2 separate regions of the Mus musculus genome follow, and region 2 is linked to region 1. The links are chromatin contacts, called in public Hi-C maps. All regions are on one chromosome and are shown on one strand. The core of a region is the stretch at or near the end of the contact, and the rest is flanking DNA. Distances in the headings are between cores, read along the strand shown. Region 1 overlaps Asap1 (ArfGAP with SH3 domain, ankyrin repeat and PH domain1). Region 2 has its middle 55 kb from the start of Gm46509.

The links. Hi-C and Micro-C count contacts between places; a contact is called where the count stands out from the background.
Region 2: a Hi-C map of liver shows a contact between it and region 1, with 2.5 times the contacts expected there. The contact joins two enhancer-like sites. A contact is called at or near these places in 1 of 15 datasets of contacts at CTCF or cohesin (the NIH/3T3 cell line), 8 of 484 Hi-C or Micro-C datasets (bone marrow-derived dendritic cells, bone marrow-derived macrophages, cerebral cortex and 4 more) and 1 of 115 datasets of contacts at active chromatin or transcription factors (astrocytes).

The regions. Positions count from the first base shown.
Region 1 is chr15:64,162,396-64,165,095 of GRCm38.p6, reverse strand. The region is part of intron 9 of Asap1 (ArfGAP with SH3 domain, ankyrin repeat and PH domain1); the gene reads left to right. Among named protein-coding and RNA genes, the nearest start is that of Gm20717, 66 kb to the right of the region's middle. Within about 2 kb of position 1,250, at least 47 of the 459 cell types and tissues checked have an H3K27ac peak or open chromatin away from gene starts, as enhancers often do. A contact at or near this core is called in bone marrow-derived macrophages and liver, where this site is marked.
Region 2 is chr15:64,447,120-64,450,079 of GRCm38.p6, reverse strand. No RefSeq gene overlaps it. Among named protein-coding and RNA genes, the nearest start is that of Gm46509, 55 kb to the left of the region's middle. Within about 2 kb of position 1,284, at least 42 of the 459 cell types and tissues checked have an H3K27ac peak or open chromatin away from gene starts, as enhancers often do. A contact at or near this core is called in bone marrow-derived macrophages and liver, where this site is marked.

The sequences.
Region 1 (2,700 bases), core at 1-2,500:
GTTCATCAGCCACCAAATGCAGACACTATTGCACATGCCTGCAAGATTTTGCTGAAGGGACCCTGATACAGCTGTCTCGTGTGAGGCTATGCCAGTGCCTGGCAAATACAGAAGTAGATGCTCACAGTCAGCTATTGGATGGAACACAGAACCCCCAATGGAGGAGCTAGAGGAAGTACCCAAGGAGCTGAGGGGGTCTGCAACCCTATAGGTGGAGCAACAATATGATTCCTGATTTTAACTTAAGATGGTATTTTTGTCTTGGATCAGCTTCGGGTGTTTTTTTGTTTTTGGTTTTTGTTTTTTTAAGAAACCTCTAATCTACAAACTTTTACCAAAAGAGATGAATCTCTGAATCTTCTGAATTGCAGCACTTGATGGCAAACCTTTACCTGATTTTAAGAGTCTCTCTTACTCCCCAACTCTGGATAGAAGAGTTTGAGGTCTCCATGCATGTGGGTCCCCAACAGAGAGCGCTTTGCAACCTGTGTGTAAGTTAGCCTCTGTGAGTAGAGTGAGAGCAGCATTATTTAAAGTGGATGCAGCCTGATGCTCCTTATTGCTTTGTTCTTTTCCTTTGTTCCTACCCATAGCCATTCACTGGCCTCCTTCCAAAGGCTAGGTGCTTTGCTAGGTTCTAGAGTTAGATTCAAACAGAGCTGCTTTCTGGGTGTTGTTGAGTGTTCCTGGCAGTCAGGTAGGTAACTGATAATCATAAGGTGTTCTATGACCTATACCATGGGTACCAAGAGGAGAGACTCCTGGAAAAGCTAAGGAGGGCAGTGGCTATATCTGAAAGAAGGTGGTGGCGGGACTTTGGATGGGCCTTGCAGGGCAGGTGGACTTTGAGATATGGTAACAGAACAGAGCCTTTCACTAGAGCCCAGAGAGATTGGCAGAAGGACAGATCCACAGGACAAGCTCCTTAAGAGGTGAGGTTCTGAGCCTTAGGTAGCCAGGTTGACTGATTCTAGGCTTTGTCTCTAAGTTGCCCTATTGTTGGAAGGAAGAAGCTAGGGAGGTTGTCTTCTAGAAATTCTTCCTGCTATCCTAGTCCCTCCCAACCCATATTTAATATGCAGAGTGTAGCCCTGTAAAGCAGTGTCTACTCAAGTCTTTATTTTAAAGATTTCTTCTGAGCTCCAGTTCCAGTTCCCAAAATAGTTTTCAGTACACCCAGCTAGCACTCACCAGGGAGTTTGCTGCATAATGCTTTGGGGAATCACAGCACCTCAGTACGGATCTAGTGTTTACATTGGAAAGAGAGCAGAAACGAACTGTCCCTACCTGTTCCAACTCACCCACATTGCTGCTCACTCACCATGAACATTGCCAATAACATCCTGCTTTCAAAACAAACCGCCCACTCCCTTTACTATGGGATTGATTGTGATCTGCAGAGATAAGAGCATTTACAAGCAGGACTCTTTCATCATAACAGATTATACTAACAAGTAACAGCTCCCAGGAACTGCTGGACAGCCCAGAACGTCTAGACTCACTGGTTTTCACATGTGGCGGTTTCCCTTCTATATCACAGAGTCAGGACACTTTAATTCAGAATTCAGTAGCTTGTCTACAGGGGCATTTGTTTAGTAGATGCTTAATCATGTCAGTACTGACAGAGTAACCACAGAGCCCAAGGGAAATTAGACATCAAAATCAAAGCTCTGTTCATGAAAAGATATTGAGAGAAAAACAGGAAGCCAGTCCACTGAGTGGGGTAAAGCGTCTGTAAGTCACTTCCCTAATAAAAGCTGAGAGTTCTGATGTATACAGAATACAACGACAAAAGGGCACTCCAAGTTTTTGACTGGGCAAAGAGTTTGAATAGCCATTTTTCTGAAGGAGATATATAATTGGAAAGTATCACATGATAAAATATTCAGCATCATTAATCATTAGGGACGTACAAATAAAAATAAGAAGTGAGACACCATTTCATACCCCCTGGGCAAGCTGTAATTAAAATAACACAAATAGAAAGTAAGCTTTGGCTGGGCAGTGGTGGCGCACGCCTTTAATCTCAGCACTTGGGAGGCAGAGGCAGGCGGATTTCTGAGTTTGAGGCCAGCTTGGTCTACAGAGTGAGTTCCAGGACAGCCAGGACTAACAGAGAAATCCTGTCTCAACCCCTCCCCCCCAAAAAAGAAAGAAAGTAAGTTTTGGACAGGCTATGAAAAACAGGAAACCCATTTATCACTATTAGAAACATAAGGTAGTACAATTGTTTGTAAAAGTTATAAAATAAATCCCCAGAAGAGCCAAACAGGGGTATATAAACAGAAGTATATGCATGAAAATTGCATAACTATTATTTACAGTACTTGGAAACATATATACCTATCAAGTTAAACAAATATTCATCCAGCAGAATAGTATTCAGCCAGGCAAAAGAATGAAATATTGGTACATACTTCAACATAAATGAACATATAAAACGTTATGCCAGATACAGAACACCACATAACAGATTGCATGTATGTGTATTGCGAACTCTCTAGAAAAGGTGATCCATAGAGTCCTCAGATTACTGTCCTTAGTTGGAAGGGACAAGTGAGCAGTTTCTTCCTGGGATGATGGAAGTGTTCAAGAATTAGTGTGTAGTGATATAGCTGTCCCTTGTGAGACTAGGCCGGGGCCTAGCAAACACAGAAGTGGATGCTCACAGTCAACTATTGGATGGATCACAGGGCCCCC
Region 2 (2,960 bases), core at 35-2,534, 280 kb before region 1:
TAGCTGTTTTAGTTGTCACTGTTAAGAGCTTGTTCTTCAGGTGACTCTGTTAGCCTCTATAAGCAGACCTGGAGGGTAGCACTCTCCTTAGTTTCAGTGGGCAGAGTATTCTCTGCAGGCAAGCTCTCTTCTTGCAGGGCAGGTACCCAGATATCTGGTGTTCGAACCAGACTCCTGGCAGAAGTTGTGTTCCACTCACTAGAGGTCTTAGGATCTCGTGTGGAATCCTGTGTGGGCCCTTGCGGGTGTCAGGCGACTCCGCTGGCAAGGTAGCCTGGGGCTCGAGTGGAGTGGAAGGGGTTTGTGCCCCAGATCAAGCCCGGGTAGCCTGCTTCCCTATGTACCGCAGTCTCAGGTTCCGCGCGATTGGATTGGGGCAGGCGCTGTGTTCCACTCACCAGAGGTCTTAGGATCCCGTGGGGAGTCCCGTGTGGGCCCTTGCGGGTGTTGGGCAAGACTCTGCTGGCAAGGTAGCCCGGGGCTCGAGTCGAGGGGTTTTGTTTTATTGCATAGGAGGAGAGACAAGGGATTCCTCAACCCTAAGGTGTTTCCATCTCCAGGAGCTCATCACTGGGAAATCAATCAACCGGATGGACAAAAGCCATGTTGAGATCCTCTGCTTTGTTTGTTACTGCTGATTGGGCAATGAGGAGTTCTTAGAGACTGCTTGTTATTGTTATCGTAACTGCTCACTGCCTTGAAGTCCAAGTATCTCCCTTGCCAAAAAACAAAAACAAAAACAAAAACAAAAAACAAAAAACAAGAACAAAAAAACAAAAACAAACAAACAAACAAACAAAAAACCACCTACACTCACCTTCTACCCAGACCTGGCCAAGTTGGTGGATTGAGAACATCACACCACCCATAGGTCACTCCCCTAGATACCTTGACCAGCAACTGGTCAAGGCCAGTTGCTGAGCCAAATAAAAGGCTGGGCACCATTTCAAGCCAATGGCCAAACCTTGACACCCCAGCTCCATCTAATCAATGGTAACTTCCTAAAGAGGCAAAAGTTACCCAGTGAGACAGACATGGGTTCCAGTGTGCACTGTGAGTCGACCGGCTGTATGATCCTGAGCAAGTTCACTCTCGTGTTCACTGACCTTTAGTCACCCTCTCTCAAAATGTAAATGATAGTAACAGCACCTCTCTCAGAGATGGCTCAGAGACTTCAAATAAACTATGATGTAAAATTCTTAGCCTGGTGCTGGCACCCAGCAAGGCTTGGCTGCTTGTTGTTACAAAGTCCATTCAAGTGTTGTTGGCAACATGCAAGGGCTTTGTACTGGTTCCAGTGGATAATTATGCAAGGGCCAGGCATGTGGGTGTCTGGGAAAGCTTTGAGAAGACTGTGGCGCCTGGATAGTCTTGAAAACTGAGGTGTCTGCCAAGAACGGAAGAGCCAGGTGATGCATTCAGAGGGTGATAGAATATCCAAGTACCAGGAGTGAGAGGCATAGGGCAGAGCGATTGAACAGAACGGATGAGGCATAGCAGTAATGGGGAGCATCTTCAATGTAGTTCCAAGGAGCACAGACCTTATTCAAAGGGGCATGAAGAAACACAGAGGAGAGCAGAGTCATTGTGCTATTAGACTCTCATCTTAGAAAGGATCTATGGCCTACATGTTGGAAGAGGAGCCAGGAACCCACTGAGAAAATCTACACACAGCCAGGAAGGACAAGGAAAGGCTGCAGCAGGGAGAGGTGGGATGTTAACAGCCAGAATAGAAAAGAAAGCTGTTGCCATCCTCCCAGGGCTGTAGGGACCAGGTGACTTTGCATTATGCTTTATTTGGTGTAGAAAAGACTTCTATCTCTTCTCTCTTTCTCTGTCACCTTCTCTTTTTCCCCCCTTACTTTCTGTTCTACCAACCCCTTACTACTCCCCTCCCCATCCTGTTCTTTGAAGACTTGATCCAGTATCACATTTCTGGGATCCTGTACAAGAAAGAGACAGAAATAAAGTCACCAAAATGAGCTCCATGGGCAAATTCAACAAGGGTCTTGTGATGATTTCTTTCCTCCGTCCATCACTTTGAACCTTACTTTGCGAGCCACCTCTATAGCCAAAGAGCTCACAGCTGCCGAGTTGCAGCTTCAGTCACTCCTGGCAACACAGTTGCTCAGAGCCCTGCAGAACATAGTCTTAAGAACCAATGTACTAGCCAGACACAATGATAAATGCCTGTACTTAAGGGACTAAGGAGGCTGAAGATAAATAATTACAAGTTCAAGCCCAGCCTCCGCTATATAGTGTGACCCTGTCTCAAAGCAAATCAAAACAAAAGAGCCACTTTACCCTTACTGGTACAAGGCACAGAGCCTAGCTCTGTCAAAGCCATCAAGAAGGCTTCCCCAAAGCCCCTGTCTTGTCACCATATCCTCAGTATAAGCCATGATGTCTAGCACTCTAAGGGCACTCTGGATCATCTGCCCAAGAAGATCTGTCTTCAGGATAGGTCCTGATCCGTGTGTTAGTATGCTTTCTATAGCTGTGATGAATACCATGGCAAAAAGCAACTTCAGAGAAAAAGGTTTATTTCAAACTTATAGTCGACCAAGAAAGGAAGTCAGAGCAGAAACTCAAGTCAGGAAGCTACAAGGCAGGAACTGAAACAAGCCATGGAAATGCACTGCTTACTAGCTTGCTTATCATGGCTTTCTTAGCTTCCTTTTTTATGCAATCCATGACGACCTGTCCATGGGTAGCACCTCTCACTGGGGGCTGTGTCCTCCCGCATCAATCATTAGTCTAAAAGAAAAAAAATGCACTGCAGATTTGCCTATATAATGGCCAATGTTATGGAAGCAACTCAAGTTCCTTAACTTGGTCAATTTGGGAAAACAAAGCAAAACAAAAAACTAACCAGCACAATGTGGTGTCAAATGCACAGATCTAGATACTGAAAAGCAGAAAGCTGAGGTTATTTGTCAATGTTCACATAGAGCAGCAGA